Linked DNA regions of Gossypium hirsutum: region 2 is linked to region 1. A link is a contact called in public Hi-C data. All regions are on one chromosome and are shown on one strand. The core of a region is the stretch at or near the end of the contact, and the rest is flanking DNA. Distances in the headings are between cores, read along the strand shown.

Region 1 (3,246 bases), core at 335-2,834:
CATTCGATTATATTTTAAATCTACGTAATAATTATAAAATTTAATATAAAATTTACCTCGTTATGAGTGGGAATGTATACGGGTGGTCCACTTGAGGACGTAAAAATAGAAAGTGAAACCGTGCCCATGACAGCAGTAGTGACAGACAACCTCCGATTTTCAATTTATTCGGTCGCGTCGCCTCGCACATCTCCTGGTACAATGTTGCCAACACGGTAGACCCCCAACTAAATTCACCAGTTGCTCGAAAATCAACGAGTTTCAGCAGCCATCTTAGGTGTACGAGGTTTCGTGACAAGTTCGGCATCAGATAACCTCCAATTATCTGAAGAATGTATGCCCGAGCATATCGGATTCTTTCTAGTTCGGTTGAATCATAATCCGGATCAGGGAATATGTCTCGTAACCAGCCCATCTCGATCCGACCTCCGTTAATATTCTCCGGAATAGCACCCAAAAGCTCGTAGCATACCGCTCCCCAATCACCAGATTGAACAGACCCGGTGACTGCGTACCCATCCACCGGCAATCTCAATTGCAAATTGACATCTTCCAAAGTGATAGTGCACTCTTCACATGGAAGATGGAATGTGTGCATCTCGGGTCTCCACCTCTCAATCAACGCACTGATAAGTTTCGAGTCCAACTTGCATCCCCGGCCTACCGTCGTCACGTGCTAAAAACCCGCCTCCCGCAGGTAATTCTCTACCAACGGTGATGGAGGACCATGCATATTACGAATATAGCATTGCAATATCCGATCTATAGACTTTTATAACAAATAATAAAATAATAATTATTTAAAATTGCATAAATAAAAAAATCTTAAATAATATTTAAAAATTAAAGTTAACACTTATCATTTTCATTTGTTCGATGGATATGTGCTTGTCATCAAGACGAATCAATTCTCCGACCATTGCTAAATTGGTACAAATTTTTACGATTTAAAAAAAAATCAAAAAAATAAAATTTAAAACTTTTTTAAAAATAATTAAAAAATTAAAACTCTTTTAAATAGAAATTTGAGAGAAATTTGAGAGAAATTTGAGAGAATATTAGAGAGAAATTGAGAGAAATGATTTAGTTGTGAAGAAAATGAAAGGGGGGTTTATAGTTTTTTTTTATCGTTGGGGGGTCACCAACGGTAAAAAAAGCAGCCATTGCTACTGTTCATGCGCGGGCAAAACGCATCCCCAAGAGAGCGCTTACGTGGCAGGAAAATGCGTCCTTGAGGGAGCGATTTTTGTCCACGTAGGCAAAACGCTTCCTCAAAGACGCGTTTTCCTGCCACGTCCCCTAACATCGCACTGACGTGGATGCGCTTTCGGAGAATTGAGTCATTCCGATAAATAATTATTTACCGGGCCTATTTCGATAAATATTTTTAAAAAAAAACTTTTATATGTAATTTGCCGGCAATACTAAATATTAGTTTAGATAAAAATATAAAAGAAAAGAAAAACGAATTAACGGGAGTGAGGCACACTGTTTGTTGGGGGATGACGTGGAAAGTGGGCCCATCATTCATCGATATTTGCTCACATTTGTTATTAGTTAATTCGTTAGTGGTGCCCAAACCCAACCCATCCTCAAATATATGAAACAGATTAAACCGAGAAAAAAAATCCCCAAAAAGTAAAAACAGAGAAGCGAAATGGAAAGCTATGAACCACTCAAACACCCAATATCTAGTGTAGCCAATGGAATCTATCTTCTCTATATCCTTTATGTCCATTTGGCACCCTTTCTTCTTCAATTTTATCATAAATTAAATCCCAACATAATCACTATATATATATTTACAAATTATTAAATCTAAAAAAGCTTCTAGTTTCTAAAGCAAACTCCGGAATACCGGTTCCAAACTCTTTCCTCTTCCTTTGCTAACTGTTCTACTTTACACTTTGGAACACACGTCTTTCTTTCTTCTTCTTGTTTCTTTCATTTCCTTCTTGTTGTAGCTGGCAATTTTTTAAGGTAAGCTTTTGGTCATTGCCTTTTACAGACCTTGATCTTTCTATCAAGTTTGTTTTGATAAGATGTTCATGTTCGTTTTCTCCCCTTCTCTTACATGGATATGGGTTGTTGTTTTTGTTCATAAACAAGTGAAAAGTACATAATTTAGGTGAAAGAGATAGAAATTTGTTCCATTTACAGCTATAAGTTTGCTATGTGTTTGCATAAATGACTGAACTTTGTGATCATAATTCAATTTAATAATAAACAAATTTTTGTGAACATGGATATGGGTTGTTGTTTTTGTTCATAAACAAGTGAAAAGTACATAATTTAGGTGAAAGAGATAGAAATTTGTTCCATTTACAGCTATAAGTTTGCTATGTGTTTGCATAAATGACTGAACTTTGTGATCATAATTCAATTTAATAATAACAATAAAACTTGGGTTCTGCTTAAAAATTAATTTTCTTTGTTGTGGAGACATCCAAGTTAGAAGATATTTCTTAAGATTAGGTGGTTTACAAGCTTAAAAATATAAGTTTTAGAGGAAGATTGAGCATAGAAGAATGAATTAGTTTTTGTGTTTCAAATTTCCAGATTCTTTGTTATTTATAACTAGTTTCAGATCTTGAAGTATCAGTCATTTAATGCTTTAAAATACTTCAAATATCAAACCATTTGTTGTTGTGTTCACATGGTTGTAGGATTCTCATACAATTAGGGGTTTTTTTAAAAAAGATTTTGGTCAAACCATCATGAGCTACATCTTTCCGGGATTTACTTGAACTAGATAAAACCTTGTGTTACTGATTGGGAAAAACCAACCTTTTTCATTCCTTTACTTGTTTCATTTATTTATCTATCTATTTTAGTTTAGTTTCTCATTGCCATATAGTTTATGTATATGAAATAAATAATCCTAGCTTCTTTTACCCTCTTTGTAGCAGTGTCATACAGGAGATTTAGAGTACAAGAGGAGAATATTTTTGTTTAGCTTAGTCGCCTACGGGATATAACGGCTGAATTGTTTTAATTTTGACAAGCGTGCTAAATTGTGTGATGGTAATTGTATCAAAGTGAGAAGAATCTGTATGATGGCCACTGCTGCTGTGATTGGACTTAGCACTGGAAAGAGACTCTTGAGCTCTTCCTTTTCTTATTCGGAAACCGTAGATAAGCTGTCGTATGCTGGTGATTATGGATCTTCATATTATCAAACTCCTTCCACAAAGACTTTAATGGTTGCAAAAAGATCATCTAATTGTAGCCAAAATCTTCCATCAT
Region 2 (3,246 bases), core at 207-2,706, 65 kb before region 1:
TGGAGATTTCCTTTTAATAAAAAAAAGAAAGAAAGTGAATTTAAAGGGTTTGTATGTGTTCTATTATGACAAATGAGATTTGGTTGCGAAGCAATATGTGGTGGTGTATTACACCATGGTGGTTTTGACAGCCATTAAAAATGGTAAGTTAAAAAAGCTAAGTTGGGATTTTGGTAGAGTTTCTTTTTATCTCTAGGAGTCTTTTGCCTAAGTTTATATAGTGAAGGAGGGACTTTACGCATGATTATCTCATGGGATTAAACTATTCTTAGAATCGAGAGAAATCTCTTCTAAAGTGTGCCTGAAGTTAATGTAGTGCAATTGGCATAGGAAATTGGTTATTGAGTAATGAGATGTGGCGTGATATGATTACAGCCCTGAGGGTTAATGATGTTGGATAATATAGGAATATTCTTGGTGAGTTTTTTCTTTCAATGTTGGAAGTGGTCTATTCTTCTGTGACCCCACTATCAGATTGATGATACCTCGAATTGGTTCCTTGTCACGGGTTTTATTTTATCTGTCGGTTTTTAAAGATTTTTCTCCATTATACATTTTTTTTTTGTAAAAATGAGCGTCTAACAAATCATCTAAATTAATCTTACCTCACCTCCTTCACCTTCCTTAATGACATGTTTAAGGTGTATACAATTTTGTGACCTACATCATTCTGGAATCAACACCTTTCAGAAGATTTCTATTTCTCTAGGATGGACTCATTGGAGAGGGGATCGTAGGATTTCCCCTCTAGCGACCTAGTTCAAAATGTGTGCTCACAAGGAATTCAGGGGAGTGTAATAGTTGAATTTGTTACAAGGCACATCACCTTCTTGCCTTCTACAAATCTTGTCACTTTGCCCTTGGAAAGTCAATTGAGGTGGGGGATAAAGCTTAATGGTTGTCTCCTCGTGTTTACCTCTAAACCCCTGTTCATATGGGTGGTAATCTCTCCTTAATCCCTCCTTCCATTTTACCATAGAATCTCTTTCTATTATCAATTTATTTTTCGTTTTCGCATATCGATGCACCTTTTCATAGAGCTGATATAGCTTTTCTATTTTGTGTTTCGTCAAAGCATACTTCAAATGTTCATCATCTACCTTTGCTATAAAAGCTTGGATGACCTACTCGTCTTTAGGCCTTCGATGCCAACATTGGCTGTGTTAACGATGACTGTAAACTTTCAAGCTCTCTTTATCTTTCTATCTCACCCACTTTGTTTATTGAAAAATGCTCATAAATTTGCATGTTAGCTCTCTAAAATCATACATTGACCCTGCTGGTAATGTGGAATTTCATATCCTAGCATAGTCTCGAGTTCATGGAGAACATTTTGCATTTCAGGTCATTTTTCGTGCCCAAGATGTGCATGTAACTATTGTATTGGACTAGGTGGTCCATTGGGTCTTTTCTCCCATCATAATTTCCTTAAGAGGCTTAAAGGGGGTACTAGGTTTCAACTCTTTTGGGCAAAAGGCCTATTTAAGTAGAAGTTCCATTCGGCATCCTTTGACTTCGTCATATGCAAGAGCTTCATCACTTTTTTGAGGCCTCCCTTGACGCCCCTAGTATTTGTGCATATGAAAATTTTGGCTTGCTTGTATATTTATAGAGAAAAAAAATTCAAGTTAGAGTTATAAATTAATAAAACTGGAAGAATTATAGTACAACTATACAATAAAAGAGTGACTGACGGCTTCCTTGGGGGGAGGAAACCCCTAATCTACCCCTCGCTTGTCGAGTTGGGCTAGGGTGATAGGGCAATTCTTTGCCCAAGTTTTTCAAGCTTTCTCTCTTGATTTGGATTACAAACCAAATCTAATGATTTAAATAACTAATTAATTAAAAAATCCAAATTAATTTTGATAAATTAAAATAAATTATTCAACTAATTAAAATTAATAGTGGAGTGCAAATTTTGATTAAAATTGAATTAATTTGTTTAATCCATCAACCACAGAAATTAATTTAGTCAAAAATGGGTTAAAGGTTTTGTGAAAGCTTGGTTATAAGCTTAATATATGAACCGAATGTACTTATATTATTGATATAATAGGCCAAAGAAAAAATTATTATAAAAATAGTGAAATTGAAAAGATGTAGAAAAAAAATTGTAGTATATTCATCTTTATGGAAAGCCCATATATATATATATACATATTTACAAAGTCCAAAGGAGGAAAGAAATAAAATCAAATCAAATCAAATTCTACCGTAGAATTAATCCTGGTTTCATGTACATAATTTATGCCTAAGAATTAGATTTTATATTCTCTAACACTTCTTTTCAAGTTGTAGCATAAATTTTGATCATCCCTAGCTTGTGACAAAGATAGTCAACTTGATTGTCATTCAATGCTTTTGTGAACAAATTTGCAAGTTATTCTCCTATATTCACATAGCCAGTGGGTAATGAGTGGTCTAGAATCTTTTTATGAATGAAGTGACAATCAACTTCAATGTATTTGGTTCTTTTATGGTAGGCTGGACTCGAAGTGATGTTAAGAATGACTTGATTATTGCTCCAAAGTTTTGTTGGTGATGGATGCTCTAGCCTAATTTTAGCTAGCAGATGTTGTATCAACATGATCTCACACATAAGCTGAGTATTGCTTTGTTCTTTGATTCTACATTTGACTAAGATACAACATTCTGCTTCTTGCTCCTCCATGAAATTAAATTTCTGTTAACAAAAAAATGCAAGATCTAGTAGTAGATCTTCTATCACTTTTAGATCCCACTCAATTTTCATAGCAAAACACTCAATGTGAGTATGTCCGTGATTACTATATAATATGCCATATTTAAGAGCTAACATAGTACGTAATATTTAATTGTAGGTGCAGGCATGAATTGGCTAGCAATACTTATTGCAAATGAAATGTTTAGACTAGTCACAGTGAGATGATAATTTAACTTCCCAACTATCCTCTTATACATCCCTTGATCATCAAAGGGATAATTAGAGTACTATAAGGTTTTGTTGCTAGCATTCCCATCTCTGCAAGCAGAGCAAGAACGTACTTCCTTTAAGAGATAAAAACATCTTATAGCTCTTTATTAACTTTATTCCTAAGAAGTACTTCAATTGTCATAAGTCTTTCCTGCTAAATCTGAAGTGCAACAAAGACTTGAGAATGGTGATTCTCACATCATCATCTTCAGTAATAACAAAATCTACATACACTATAAGGAGAATTATTCTAGTTTCTGATTGTCTGTAGAAAACTGAGTGGTCATAGATGC

What was found. Hi-C and Micro-C count contacts between places; a contact is called where the count stands out from the background.
Region 2: a Hi-C map of leaf shows a contact between it and region 1, with 2.8 times the contacts expected there. The contact joins the enhancer-like site here to the promoter of LOC107913567 in region 1. A contact is called at or near these places in 10 of 34 Hi-C or Micro-C datasets (anther, fibers, hypocotyl and 3 more).

Annotation. Positions count from the first base shown.
Region 1 is chrD11:47,933,124-47,936,369 of Gossypium_hirsutum_v2.1, reverse strand. It overlaps LOC107913567 (RNA polymerase sigma factor sigA), which reads left to right and starts at 1,584. Exons shown (of 10, transcript XM_041104184.1): 1 at 1,584-1,980; 2 at 2,907-3,246. The coding sequence starts at 3,054.
Region 2 is chrD11:47,998,416-48,001,661 of Gossypium_hirsutum_v2.1, reverse strand. No RefSeq gene overlaps it. Among protein-coding and RNA genes, the nearest start is that of LOC107913565, 38 kb to the left of the region's middle. Within about 2 kb of position 1,456, at least 6 of the 9 cell types and tissues checked have an H3K27ac peak or open chromatin away from gene starts, as enhancers often do. A contact at or near this core is called in fibers, hypocotyl and leaf, where this site is marked.